Linked DNA regions of Mus musculus: regions 1, 3, 4 and 5 are each linked to region 2. The links are chromatin contacts, called in public promoter capture Hi-C maps. All regions are on one chromosome and are shown on one strand. The core of a region is the stretch at or near the end of the contact, and the rest is flanking DNA. Distances in the headings are between cores, read along the strand shown.

Evidence for each region. Promoter capture Hi-C pulls out the DNA fragments that hold promoters and counts their contacts. Capture Hi-C pulls out chosen DNA fragments and counts their contacts.
Region 1: a promoter capture Hi-C map of hippocampal neurons shows a contact between it and region 2, with 6 times the contacts expected there. The contact joins the promoter of Togaram2 here to the promoter of Xdh in region 2. A contact is called at or near these places in 2 of 39 promoter capture datasets (hippocampal neurons and liver) and 1 of 9 other capture datasets (liver).
Region 3: a contact with region 2 is called in a promoter capture Hi-C map of liver, with 4 times the contacts expected there. The contact joins the promoter of Lpin2 here to the promoter of Xdh in region 2. A contact is called at or near these places in 1 of 39 promoter capture datasets (liver) and 2 of 9 other capture datasets (adipose tissue and liver).
Region 4: a contact with region 2 is called in a promoter capture Hi-C map of pre-B cells, with 2.6 times the contacts expected there. The contact joins the promoter of Myl12b here to the promoter of Xdh in region 2. A contact is called at or near these places in 3 of 39 promoter capture datasets (liver and pre-B cells) and 2 of 9 other capture datasets (adipose tissue and liver).
Region 5: a contact with region 2 is called in a promoter capture Hi-C map of adipose tissue, with 2.9 times the contacts expected there. The contact joins the promoter of Wdr43 here to the promoter of Xdh in region 2. A contact is called at or near these places in 2 of 39 promoter capture datasets (the 3T3-L1 cell line and liver) and 2 of 9 other capture datasets (adipose tissue and liver).

Annotation. Positions count from the first base shown.
Region 1 is chr17:71,671,836-71,674,535 of GRCm38.p6, forward strand. Togaram2 (TOG array regulator of axonemal microtubules 2) reads left to right here and starts at 1,426. Exons shown (of 20, transcript NM_177087.4): 1 at 1,426-1,664.
Region 2 is chr17:73,948,820-73,951,519 of GRCm38.p6, forward strand. It overlaps Xdh (xanthine dehydrogenase), which reads right to left and starts at 1,377. Exons shown (of 36, transcript NM_011723.3): 1 at 1,259-1,377. The coding sequence starts at 1,309.
Region 3 is chr17:71,182,088-71,184,787 of GRCm38.p6, forward strand. Lpin2 (lipin 2) reads left to right here and starts at 1,445. Exons shown (of 20, transcript NM_001357791.1): 1 at 1,445-1,657.
Region 4 is chr17:70,989,134-70,991,833 of GRCm38.p6, forward strand. It overlaps Myl12b (myosin, light chain 12B, regulatory), which reads right to left and starts at 1,383. Exons shown (of 4, transcript NM_023402.2): 1 at 1,340-1,383.
Region 5 is chr17:71,614,944-71,617,643 of GRCm38.p6, forward strand. It overlaps Wdr43 (WD repeat domain 43), which reads left to right and starts at 1,272. Exons shown (of 18, transcript NM_175639.1): 1 at 1,272-1,542. The coding sequence starts at 1,318.

The sequences.
Region 1 (2,700 bases), core at 176-2,675, 2.3 Mb before region 2:
GAAAAGAAAAGAAAGAAAGAAAAAGAAAAGAAGAGGGAAGGAGTTACTGTGGAGGGGATACAGCCCTGTGTGGGTAGTAAACCATCTATCTGGTCGCTCAGTTCCTCCCGGGGCAGCCTGTGCTCTCTGCATGTCCCCTGGACTCTGGAGGAGGGCCCCCAGGCTCAGGAATTTGGTAGCAGTCAGCTTCTCCCTCAGAGGACCCTGCTGGCGCCCTCTGGTGGGACCACTGCTCTCTACAGGTAGATAGCTAGTACTTTTTTCTTTTTCTTTTTCTTTTTTGAGACAGGGTTTCCTCTTGTAGTCCGGCCGTCCTGGAACAGGCCGGCCTCAAGTTCAAAGATCCTCCCCCCTCTGCCTTCCGAGTGCTGGGATCAAAGGCGTGTGCGCGCCCCTCTCCTGGTTTTCCATTCTTACTGGCAGGCCACTAGTGGCCTCGCTTGCTCTTGGAGCTTGCTCCTTAGAGAGGCTTCTGGATGGTCCCCATGGACCACAGAGAGGAAAGCGTTGTACTGGATGCATTTATTCAGCAGCTAGGCTTCCTGGGAGTGAGGCAGCCTGTTCCAGACTCCTCCGCTCCGTATTCCTGTGTCTGCCGAGCGGACTCCTCGCTGAGAAGTTGGAGGGGTTGCCTAAAAAAAAAAAAAAAAAAAAACCCTTAGTGTTTGGGCAAGTGGTGCTTTGAAAAGCTGTGTGCTCCTCCCCTGTATGCCTTGGAGGGTGGGCTGGAGAGGGTCAAGAGAGGGCAGGGCAAGAGGCAGGAACAGTTGCTATCTGAGGGGATGACACACCGGTGCACGGAGGGGCTCCTCGAGGAAGCACACACAGAGACTTCAGAGTTCCCAAATGTTTGGCTTTCGGCTACAAAAATATCTCTGTGGAGATAAACAGAGGGCCTATTCTGTTCTGGACAAACGCTGTGCTTCTTCCTGGCAGTACCATTTTATAGATGAGGGAAACTGAGGCTGAGCAAGGTTAAGCCCTGGTCATAGAGCGTAAAACAGCAACAGCAAAATCGAGGTCAGACCCGGCTCTGCTTGCTGCCTGCCCCTACCTGGCCTTTTGCCTACGGAGGCAAGCTGATGAGCAGAGAGGCCTCTGGGGCCTAGAGGCCGTGTGCATAGGATCACCTTCCTATGGCTCCTGCCTCAGTCTGCTGTACATTTCTTGACGCAGCCACTACCCAGTGGATCCCAGCTGGCTCTGGGATGCTTTCGTGCATTATCCCTCCCCCATGCTTTGTTGTGGCCCTAGAGGACAGGTTGGCCTCTGGGGCGTGCCCAGCACCGGGGGAAGCCACGGGGGAAATGAGGCCGAGGGGAAAAGTCTTAGTGCTCTCTCTCTCTCTCTCTCTCTCTCTCTCTCTCTCTCTCTCCTCCACACAGGGACTTGGGCTCCTTCAGAGAGCGGTTGCCATGCAGCCGTGTTTATTCAAGAGGAGCCTGGCAGAGAGCAGGAGTGTGCCAGCCGCGGCTGTGGGCTTTCTTGTACCTGCTTGGACAGAAGGCCGTGGCCTAGGCCTCCTAAGCTGGCCCTGGGCCAAGGCAGGCCAGGTGGGTGATGCCCTACCCTTGCCTCCCTCTGTGCAGGGACAGCATTGTTTCCAGAGAGACTAAGGACCCTGGATTCCTCCACTGACAGGGGATTGGCCTCTGGATGGAGAGGTGAGAGATACTGGCGTTCGCTCACCGAGCTGTTTGGATGGGAGGGCCAAGCCTTCGAAATCCTTTGAAGGAGGAGATCTGAACTTGAAGCAAGCAAAAAGAGCATAGTGAGGGGAGAGGGAAGCCGTGTCACAGTAGGAGATCTCTGCCTCTCTCTGGGTCTCTCTGAATGAGGCCAGACATGCTGCTGGCTGGCTGGTATGAGTCTAGGAAGAGGGCTGCTCTGGGCTGCTCCCTTCCCCAGGGTAGTGACCCTTGGCAATGGTTGGTTCTGCTCCTCTGGGCTAAATTCCCTGCGGGTGCTGAGAACGATGGTGCTGGCAGGAGTGGGGACAGTCCTAAGCTTGGGGACTAGAGCACCGAGTTACAGTGAAGGTTTGGAAAGATTCTGCTCTGGGTTTGAATTCTGACACCAGACACACTTACTGGACTATGGGGCTGGCGTTTGCACCTCTGAGTCTCAGTTTCCTTGTATGTAAAAGCTCTCCTGTCCCTGGTTTTGAGGGTGGAGATAGGTGGGCACTTGGCCAGCCCAAGGCCAGCGTGGAACTTTTGTTCTTGTGCCGCCAAGAAAGTGGAGATCGGCGTGTTTCTTGCTTGATTGATTTTGGTCTCCTAACACTGTGGTTCTACTGGCTACCATCCAGAACGAGGCCCACACTGATGGGAGGGGATTTGGAAGGGTGACTGTTTATTTTCCGTTTGTCTTTTGTGAGGCAGGGTAGCGCAGGCTGGCCTGGGAGTTGCTAGGTCACTGAAGATGGCTTTGAACTTCTGGTACCCCTGTCTCTCCAGAGCGCTGTGATCACAGGTGTGCCACTGTGCCTGCCCTCAGAAGGCCTCATTCTTCCTCAGAAGCGTAAAGGGTGAAGAGAGCTTCTATCTGTCTGGGCGTCAGTGTGGTAGCCATGGACCATGCTGGCCTCTGGTCCTAGGTGGGGGGAGTGACAGGCCCATAGCCAGGTCATCTTAGTCCTACATTGTTCTCACAACTGGCTGGAGTTCAGTCCAGGGAGCAGCAGATCCGAAGCAGGAG
Region 2 (2,700 bases), core at 127-2,626:
ACAGTATTTCCAGGGAGCCAAGTTAACAGCTGTTTCCTCACCTCTGTGATGCAACCATTGGGCACAAAAGACATTTAAAAGATTGAGTTCAAAAGCCTTACTACCATCAGCTTAGGCATTTCACCCTAGCCCTTGTCTTGGTCCAAGCTTGCCCAACACACACACACACACACACACACAAAAGCAATATATCAGAGAGATTCAGGGATCCAGGGATGGGGCCACTCCCACTGAATCCACAGGCTTTACCGTACTGGTGTTGAAATGACTCCTAAAGTTTGCGTGCTAGTTAGCCAAGCAGATGCTGGCAGTCTAAGCCCTTAGGAATTCTTGAAATCACATGTCCATTCTTGCAAATTTCTTCAGAAATTACTCAGTCTCTTTAATCAACACAAAAGTGTCAAAATAAAAAAACAAGTAAAATTGTTTGGGGAGGGGGGGAAGCCTTTGGCCCACTCATGGTTTATGAAGTCCATGTGGCCAGTTACAGTGGGGGAAATGAGGGTTCTTCTCCTGTGACCTCAAGTGGGGAGCTGCAGTGCTGGGAGTACCTTGAAGGGAGGCCAACAACGCCAGAAACAATACACTTAGCTTGCTCCTTCTCTCCCTGCACCGAGTTGACCTTGCAAAGATTCTCAGGCTATCAGGGATTTTGTGGACCCCATACCACTTTACCTACATTCACAAGTGCCGTTTAAGGGGTTTGCAATATTTACATATAGAACTGAGAGATGGTGATGGAGGAGTCCTTTATGAAAATAATGACAATAATGGCTTGCCACAAGGTGTCAGTATATGTTGCCGCACAGTAAATCAGCTCTAGTTAAATCTATGTACAGGATCATATATCAGAACCAGTGGCTGTGTGTGTTTTATGTTCCGGCATTAGCATAAAAGTGCCCGCCTCCTGCTGTTTGTATTAAAGAGAGCCACTGAAACACTAGAAACAGAGAAGAAACACAGAAATAGGGAAGTGCTGTTGCCTCCTCCTCTCACCTAGACTCTGTTCCTTTTCCCACCTCTGAGCCAGTGTGTCCTCTAGCATAGAGTGGCCATCCCTCTCTCTTCCCTCCCCTTCCTCCTTTGCCCTCTGAGCGTCTTGCCTGTGTTCATCTTGCTCTAAAGTTACCAAACTACAGCAATATCTTTTGAGGGGTAAGATGAGACCAGAACACATCAAAGTGTCCACACAAGAGAAGTGACACAGGTCCCCTTTCAGACAGCAGAATCTCTAAACCAAAGGTCAACTGCCACTTACCTTTTTGCCATTCACAAAGAAGACCAACTCATCTACCGTTGTCCTCGTCATCGTGACGGCCGGAGTCCCCGAGCTGCTGCGAGGTGCTTGTAGATATCACTGCCTGCAACTTGAAAGATACGCCTCCCAGCAAAATGAAACAAAGTTAGCCAATGAGAAAGAAGCAGCTCCAGGCATGGACAGCTCTTGGCAAGAGTCACAGGTTTGCACAATCCAGGAAGGACCAGACAGCCAATCCACAGATCCTACTCTGTCCTCCTAGTCAAAGTGCACAGAGGAAAGTGCAGCCGTAGATTAAGGAAGCCTGCATCTTGGCACCAGATGACTGTGAATTCTGGGCACCTGCCCTTGTGAAACCTGCTTCATCCTCCTCCCACTTGCCATACCAGGAAGAGCAGGGAAGGAGCAGTTTGCCAGCCACTGAGGCTGATTCACTCTCTTCCCGTTCACACTTGTTATTTTCCCAAACCGGCTCACCCTGACACAGGCTCGCCACTGGCCTGCACAGCTCACTCTCTCAGGGCCTGGCAGAATGTGAAGGTCAGAGACACAGACCCTTATGTCCAGACTCAAACCCTGACCTTTGACTACAGCCTGTCACTTATCGCCTGCAGGACTCAGCTGTTTCTTCCTGGAAAAGGGACATCAGGATGACACCAAAAGCAGAAAGCTGAAAAGCAAAAGGTCTCTCGGGCGTGCCTTATAAACTTGCAGAGAATGGAAATAATCACTTTTGAACAGTCACAGGAACAATCCCAATAACAAATCATGTTCCAGAATTTCACAAAACTTGTCAAATTATCAGAGGAACTCATACACCAAAACATATTACAAGCACCAAGTAAATAAAATAAGCTAATACAACAACACCCACCACAGTCTGTTAATAGAGCTGAGAGCCCCCAGCTCCATCAAGGACCATTAGCTTCTGGTGTAAATGCCTATGCACAGCATCCACTCAGACAACACTCGTGGGCTCTCCTTGCTCCACCTCCCACCACTCCATTCCACCCATCTTCACATCAGCAGGCACTCTGTCCTTCCCCAGCCCTGCAGTCACTCAATCACTCAGCCAACCTACAGGGACACATGTGTCATCGTCCTGGAAGACCACAGAAAAGGAAGAAAAGTGCATGGTCAGATGAGCCTGGTGCAGCAACAACATTTTGGGAAACAGGACTCCTGGGACAGTCACATCATCAACACAACGCCCCTTTGCTGGCACAGCCCTGACGGAACCAAGAATGAACTTATTTGTCGGTCAATTGATATCCCAGTTTACCCTTAGACTTATGCACCAAATCCCTTCAAGTTTCTCGGTCCAGGATATTCTGGTCATCATAAAACAGTACTTGCTACCCGGAATCAAATTCCTTACGAAATGGGCAGTTTGGCTGTCTGGGGATGTTAGTGACATGCCTGGTAGGGCTGTTGTTGAAGAT
Region 3 (2,700 bases), core at 195-2,694, 2.8 Mb before region 2:
ACATCAAGACAGCTTGCAACTCTAGAGTCAAAACATCTCGGGCCAAACTACATTAGGGGCAACAAGGTCTTCTCTCTTTGAAATGAAAGATACATCTAGACTAGCAGACCGATGATTGGTGGGGGAAGGTTCTTGGCCATGAAACTGGAAGGTGGTAGGGTCAGAAGGTGAGGAAAGACTCTGGGCAGTGAAGCAGATGGGAGTTGGGTGTGCCCCAACTTTACAGGTATCAGCTGGGGGAAGTCGAGGAACAGTCAACAAATATTTAATTAGTTCCTCTTCTGCCTCAGTAGTAGCATGAAGCAGGCAGCCACTAGAGAATGAGGAAAATACTATAAACATGAACCAATCCTTCTGAGTAAGGTGTCAAAGCCCAGAGGGGGCGGTGACAGAGGAAGGGCGGGTTGTCTGCTGCTTTCTGCATGATGAGAGGAAGGAAGCGTGAGAATATTTCCCTCCCAAGGTAGGAGGTAATGAAACTATCCCGAGAGAAACAGGAAAAGTCAAGAATGAGAAGCTAGAGAACAAACAGTAACAGCGTGTTCTACAGTCTGGGCTGCAAGCTACATTGGGCTCCCAATGGGAATGAAGGTGTAGCTGTTCCCAGTGCATTGACTTGGGGATTGAGGACTGGGTTCTCTGGGTTTAATTGCACTTCCCCACAGCGGAGGAGTAGTATTTCTCGAGCATTTACGGGAAACTTTCAACCTTGAAAACATTTCTTTCACTGGTAGATCAGATGAAGAGCCACGCTGAAGTGAAAAATCCCAGTAGGTTTGGGTGTCTCTGTGGACCTTGGTAACTACTGAGGCAATCTGGTTGAATTCCACACGGCGGTACTTAGGCAGGGAAACGAAAGGTTTCCCGGGTCCCAGCACAGACTATGCTCACCGCGCTTCATTGTTGCAAAGAAACTGCTGTGCCCAGGCCCATACCGGAGAGAGTTTGTATAAATGCATGGCTCAGCGGCCGGAAGACTGTGTCACACTGTTCATGCTCGCGGTGAGCACGAAGAAATTAACAAGCATTTAGAAGTGATGCCATGGCCTTCCATCGAAAGAACCAGCTGCAGATATACAAGACGAAAAACAGCCGCCGTCACTAACACTCGCAGCTGCAGCCGTTAAAGTGCACTTTTTAAGTAGGCGGTGTTATCACCGAGCTCCAAGGGTAAATAAGGAAAGATACGGGTTCTGCAGTGATCCCATGATGGTGCACTCGCGTTACGCGGGGACACCATTATGCAGCAGACCGTTTGCACTCTTTTTTGGTAGCTGGACTCTGAAGCCCGACGCAGCGCCGCAAGGTTGCCATGGGGACCGGAGGAAACTTTTTTTTAAAGCGCCCTTCTGAGGCCGGCGCCGGCGTCGAGCTGCTCTCTCCCCGGAGGGGCCCAGGGCTCCAGGCGCGCGGCCGGCGGGGGCGGAGCTCGCGTCACGTGGCCGGGCCGGGGCGGGGCGTGCGCGCAGTCTACCGCCAGCTCGGCCGCCGCCGCCGCTGCTGCCGCCGCCGCGTCCCATTCATGAGGCCCGGCGGGCTCCGCTGTAGCCCGCGGCTTCGGAGGCGGCGGCCCCGCCCCCTGCTCCCCCGCTTCTTGGGGCATCCCTGCGGGGCTGCACAACAGTCCGCCGAGTGAGAGCCGCGCGCGGTGCCGCAGGTAAGCGGGCCGGAGACAGCGCCGGGGCTTCCCGGGGGGCCGCGTCCCCGCTCGCGGCCTCGCCTCGCGTGGGCCACGTAGCCGCGGCCGCGCCGCCTGAGGACGCGCGGGCGTCTGCGGAGACCCTCACGTCGGCAGCGGTCCTCCGAGCCGCGGGCGGCGCGCCCGGGGACCGCAGCCCCGGGCCTGGGGGAGGGGAGCGGACGCCGGCGCGCGGTCGCGGTCATCCCCCGGCCGGGACTGGCGAGGTGCAGTTATTCCCTCAGGCCGTTGGCTTGCCCGCCGCCGCCGTCGCCGTCGCCGCCGCCTCCTGCAGGCCGCGGACCTGGTTTAGATGTGAGTAGCCTGTTGCCGGCGACCCCCGGGGCCCTGGAAGGTTCTGTCGGCTGTGGGAACCGGAGCTCTGAGGCCCAGTTTTGAGCGCCGCGGATCCACCCCAGCCTAAGAAAATTATTTTCATTCAAATTTAGGATGGCGTTTCGGAGCCATAATTATGCAGAACAAGACTAGGAAGATCGCCCTCGCTTTCAGAAAGTACTGGAACGCAGGATACTTGGAGAGGCACTGAGGGATTACTGAACAAGCGGCCACACACTTATTTTAATGCATCTTTGAGACTTAAAAAAAAATTAAAAATGGAAACTGAGGCTCTTGCATGGCGCTGAAGCTCATTTGCCCAGCAGTAGGGATGCTGGTTAAGTTGGTACCGAACCTCGCCTCACTAATTTAAAACGTTATGATAACACAAGTTGAATTTTGAAATCTATTTTGGGATCATTTGCCGGTTAGTGTCTGTGTTGATCCGACATTGATTGCTTTCACTGGCTTAAAACTACGAATCGTGGCAGGTATTGCTAGACTGGGTTAGCAACCCAGCCAGCCACCAAGTGTGGGAGGAAACAGGTGTTTTAGCCCTCGTTGGGCTGCCCTGCCCGGTGTGCCCTCTCACATTGCCCGTGGGTAGCCTCCTACGGGCTTCCTCCTAGTTAAATGTGTTCTTGATTGTGGTTTATCGGCCCCAGCGATCTTCAAGTTCGAGGTAG
Region 4 (2,700 bases), core at 133-2,632, 3.0 Mb before region 2:
GGAAGGGAAACCTGCTTCGCCCGCCATGTTAAACTTGTCACAGAAGAATCAAAGACGCTGGTAACCGGGGCAGATGAAAGCCATCCCTACACAACTGTATCATTCAACCTTGGGGGAATGGGGATATCGGTCCCATCCCTGGCTTTCCTAACTTTGGCCAACCATTATCACCCAGGGATCTGTCCTTCATAAGCTGCAGCTCAGTGAACAGGTGCCTTTGTGTGTGTGTGTGTGTGTGTGTGTGTGTGTGTGTGAGAGAGAGAGAGACAGAGAGAGACAGAGAGAGAAACAGAGACAGAGAGACAGAGTGAGGAGCAAGTGGATAGAAAAACCCTGGTGGCATCATATGAATTCCTGAAGTGATGTTCCCAGGCAAATGACATCACCTCACTTAAGGGTTTATTGAAGGAGAAAATGCTGTGATATTTCTCTAACACACAGGACTACAGCCAAGCCATCTCTAGAACAAAAGCTGTCAACCCGATTCCCTAAACATCCTTTGTCGTGTTACTTCCTTGTCGTGGGTGACTCCCCAAATCCTCTTACGTAATTTTTCATTTCTCATCGAGTTTTCAGTACACCTCTAAAGAAAGAGGCCTACCTTGGCTAACTAACTACGTTATTTTATTGTATAGGGTCTCGCCTGGGGTCGTGTGTATCCAAGAGCCCTACCCTAACTACCTTCCTCTTTCCCAGCTAGTACTCAGTTATTGTTCTTCTCCCTTCCGGCTGACCACCCGCGCTTCTTGTGCACATAATACGATGCTCATCTTTTGAGCTTTTTGCTCGGTACCTCCTAGCAGAGATCCACCAGTTCATCTTGGATCCCTGGCTCAATATGTTCTCCATTCTTTCCAGCTTTCTTCGAATTGTCCTCTAACAATGAGCTAAATCTTTGCAAGACCTAAGACCCAGTAAGGATTTATGCAAATCAGCCCATTTTAGCATTTGCTAACCAGGAACTCTAGTACCAGTTCCTGGTTTCCTCTGGCAGGAACCATACACCAGCGGGCTTCTCCTCCCCCAACGCGTCTAGAACAGATGCACGCAGTTGCGCTAACACACAGCTTGGACCTGCAGCCTGCAGCCTGCAGCCGCGGCAGGTGCGGGCAGCCGGGCACCAGGTGTCAGTCATCGGATGTCGCAGGCCCAGTGCACACGGTCCCGGGGCCTCGTTCGGCCAGGGTTCGCCAGCACAGGAACCGCGTAGGGCCTCGAACCGAGCCACCTCCGCTCCACCAGCCGATGGTCCAGCCGCCCGCAGGCTCCAGGCGCGGTTGCGCAGCACTAGGGACAGATGCGGCCCGGGAGATGCCCCGCGGGGTCGAGAGCCACTCACCTGACCTGATGCTGCACACCCGAGAGGATCCGACCGGCGACTGCGACCAGCGGAGGTTGGGGCGGGACAGTGGCGGCGCCGCACTTCCGGCCCGGGGGCGGGGCGGAAGGAGCACCGGCGAGCCCGGCGCGACCAACCGTGGCAGGGGGTTGCTGCAAGCGTTTCGAAGACCCGGAGGACCCAGGCAGCCAGCGGCGGAAACTAGCCTGGCTGCACGACCCGACGAACTCAGCCCCTGTAGCCGCGAGTACATATTCCCCAGCTCACTGGCACGGCATCCTCCTGCCGCAGCCGCGCCGGCTTGCTGGTCTCCCCGGCTCCCAGCGCAAGTCCCGCGCCCCTTCCGCATTCCCGAGCCGAGGGCGGAGCGCCAGCGCTGGAATTTGACCCGGGTGGGCTGGGAGCCGCCCTGGTTTGGGGGTCCCCTGGCGCCTGCAGCGGGCAGCCCGAAGTTGCCTGATTTAGCAGAGGGCAGTTGGCCTGGTTAAACTGAGTTTTAGATAAACAATGCTCAAGAGAAGGAATGTAATCCGGAAGAGGGCGGCGGCTGAGCACTCTCCAGTGGGCTCCAGAAACGTTCTCGCTTATTTGAAATTGCACTCCAGCCAGTGGCCTTTACTTTCTCCCCGCCGGGAGGTCATATTCTAGAAGTCTGATCAGAAATTCCGTGTCAGACGGTGGTGGCGACACCTTTGATTCCAGCACTTAGAAGGCTGGGGCAGCATCTCTGTGAGCTGAAGGCCAGCCTGGTCTACAGAGCTTAGTTCCAGGACAGCCACGCTACACGTAGAAAACCACCTCCCTTCCTACCCCACTTCCAAAAGAAATTCCTCCAAGGCAGGAACACTATGGTCTCCAGCACTGAGTATCCGTGTACTTCACAGCAGTCCAGACAATACAAATACAACTTAGGGGCCAGCAAGATGGCTCAGCAGGTAAAAGTGCCTGTTAGCACGCATGACTGAGTTATTTTCTCAGGGCCCACAGAGAACAACCAATTCCTGTAATTTGTTCCTTGAGCCCCGTATGCAGGTACCAGGGAATGTGCAGCCTCCTCCCCAAACTAGTAGATAAAATGTAAAATAAGATAATAATCCTAATAAATTGAGGGTGGCTTTAAATATGCGCTTGAAAAAATCAGGGTCTGGGATTGCGTAGGTCAGAGGTGGAGAATAGGCGCCAGGTGGTACTGATGCTGTATCTTTGATCCTATTTGTCCTCAAAAATCATTGCTTAAATAATTATGTTTCTTATAAAGTTATGGCACTTTCAGGGTTTGTTACATAAGTCTACCACCACTTCCTAGATCCTCACCCTAGGCAATGTAAAATCAGTTAATGAGCAGGATGTGGTGGGCACAG
Region 5 (2,700 bases), core at 22-2,521, 2.3 Mb before region 2:
TACAGCCACCAAACCTAAATACTATTGCTGATGCCAGGAAGTGCTTGCTGATAGGAGCCTGATATGGATGTCTCCTGAGAGGCTCTTGCAGCCCCATTGGAAGAACAACATCAACCAACCAGTACCATCAGAGCTCCCAGAGACTAAACCATCAACCAAAGAGTACACAGGAGGGACCCATGGCTCCAGCTGCATATGTAGCAGAGGATGGCCTTGTTTGTCGTCAAAGGGAGTGGAGGCCCTTGGTCCTGTGAAGACATGATGCCCCGGCGTAGGGGAATGCTAGAGTGGTGGGGCGGGAGTGTGCATGTGGGTGAGGAAGCAGCCTGGGGGAGGTGGGTAGGATGGGGGTTCTAGGAGAGGAAACCCGGGGGGGGGGTAACATTTGAAATTTAAATAAACAAAATAACCAATAATTAAAAAAAAAGAACCAATAAAATAAGGAAAAAATTTCTTCTATCTATCTATCATTTATCTTTTGGAGACAGTTTCCCTATAGTCCTCGATGTTATAGAATTCAGTTTCTAGACCGTGCCTGCGTCTGCCTCAGATAGAGTGCTGGGATTAAAAGGCACACATCCAGATGGGAATATATGTTTGGTTTCTCTTTTCTTTTTTTTTTTTTTTCTTTTGTGTGTGTGTGTGTGTGTGTGTGTGTGTTGTTTTTTGTTTTTTGAGACAGGGTTTCTCTGTATAGCCCTGGCTGTCCTGGAACTCACTCTGTAGACCAGGCTGGCCTCGAACTCAAAAATCCGCCTGCCTCTGCCTCCCAAGTGCTGGGATTAAAGGCGTGAGGCACCACCGCCCGGATTCTTTATTTACACCCAACTTGACCTCCTCTCTTGTCCAATAGTATCTCTGTGTGTTAACACAGATAAAAGAGGCATCTTGTTTCTTCAAGCCCCAACTCTAACTTTGATAGAACTATGATTGGATAATTATTGTACGTACATGGCCACGTCCTCGAAGAGACTAAAGAAACATGGAAACAGCTGTTACAATCTCGGAGATGTAAGTAAATATTTCTTTTAAACATTTCGTCTAGTTGTTTCATAGGACGTAGTTTTAAAAGAAGGATCTGGCTCGGTAGTATGCAAATCACTTCCCCTCGCGCTTCCTTCGCAGGACAAGTTAAGAAGGACCCCACTGAGCCACCGTCCACAGGGTGGGCCCGGCTAAACGCTGGCCTGCGTCACGACCAGCCACTTCTTGGGCTCTCAGCGTTCCCTCCGCCCCACTTCCTCCCTGCAGGCCCCACCCCGCGCCGGTGCGCCTGCGCCCGGGCGAACACGTGGCTGCCGCGGAGCCAGAGCAGCAATGGCGGCCGGAGGCGGCGGTAGCTACGACCCCTTGGCCCCGGCGGGGGTCCCCTGCGCCTTCTCGCCGGACAGTCAAGCCTACTTCGCTTTAGCCTCTAGTGACGGTCAGCTGCGAGTATGGGAGACCGCCAACAACCGGCTGCACCAGGAGTACGTGCCTTCCGCGCACCTCAGCGGTACCTGCACCTGCCTGGCCTGGGCGCCAGCACGGCTGCAGGCCAAGGTAGGATGAGCGGGGACGGCGACGGGGACGGGGACCTCCTGCCGGGCTGCGGCATCCCGGGCCGGGCGGCGAGGCGCGTGGCACCCCTGGCGCGCGTGGCCCGGGGCGTCCCGGGAGAGAGGAGGCGCGGAGCCGGGCCGGCGGCGCGCTTGGGCCGGCGCCGCGGCTGCAAAGTGCGGCCTGGCCCGAGGGGGGCTGCGGGAGGGTGCGGCCCGATCCCGCGGTCTCCACGAGGTCTGCACCCCGGCTGCTTCTGGGCCGCCATGTTCATCGAAGCCTCTGCTCCCCCGGGGGGCGGCCTCAGACTTCCCAGGCCTGGGTCCCCATCAGAGCTACCCGGTGCGCACTTTAGGACCGTCTCGCGCTTCCGCATCCCGGACCCCGGTATTGGTTTTGCTTTGGGCACTTGGAATGCGCACGTCTAGGTTAAGTTCCTTCCGGGAGCCCCTTCCCTCGGCTCGGATGCGTGTTCAACACGTGTTCCCTTCTGCCTCTAGGTTGTGGGATTCGTCGTCCCACAAACTCTTTTCCATTTCTAAGTTCCCTTCTTTCTCAGCGGAGGTACAGTGAAATAGAGTAGGGCATATGATGTAGGTCCTGGTGATTTTTTTTTTTTCTCTCGTAGTTGGGAAACTGCTTAGTTAGGGAATCCTTTTCGCTGTCAGGTAAATGCTGCTCACTGTTGACTCACCCGGTTAGATCTCGGCACGCACGTGGTTAGGCAGTCGGCAGGCAAAAATCTGGAACCGGTGTAAAAGGTATCCTAAAATATGTGACGTTTTGCTGTCACTGATGTTAAAGTTGTTGGGATAGCTTACTCCTTCCCATCCCAAGAGTAAACTTTCACATAAATTTATTTTATCTAAGTTGCTATACTCTGTGTGACAGTGGTTAGCTACTTACCGGATTCCAGCTTTTCTTGGTGACAAAGAGCAGATATGAGGCCCTATAAGTCAAACATAATCAGATTTGTGAAAGTTATGTAATTGTCAGCATTAGAGCTGCTGCACTTTTTTTTTTAACTTTATACAGTTTTCTTTTTAACTTAACAGTCCTGTAAAGTGGTGAGAGTACTTACTAACACTCAGAAATACAGAGAGAGCAGTTAGCTAAGTGCTTGTAGCCAGGCTGTAAAAGTAGGAGTCCAGCCTCTGTAAT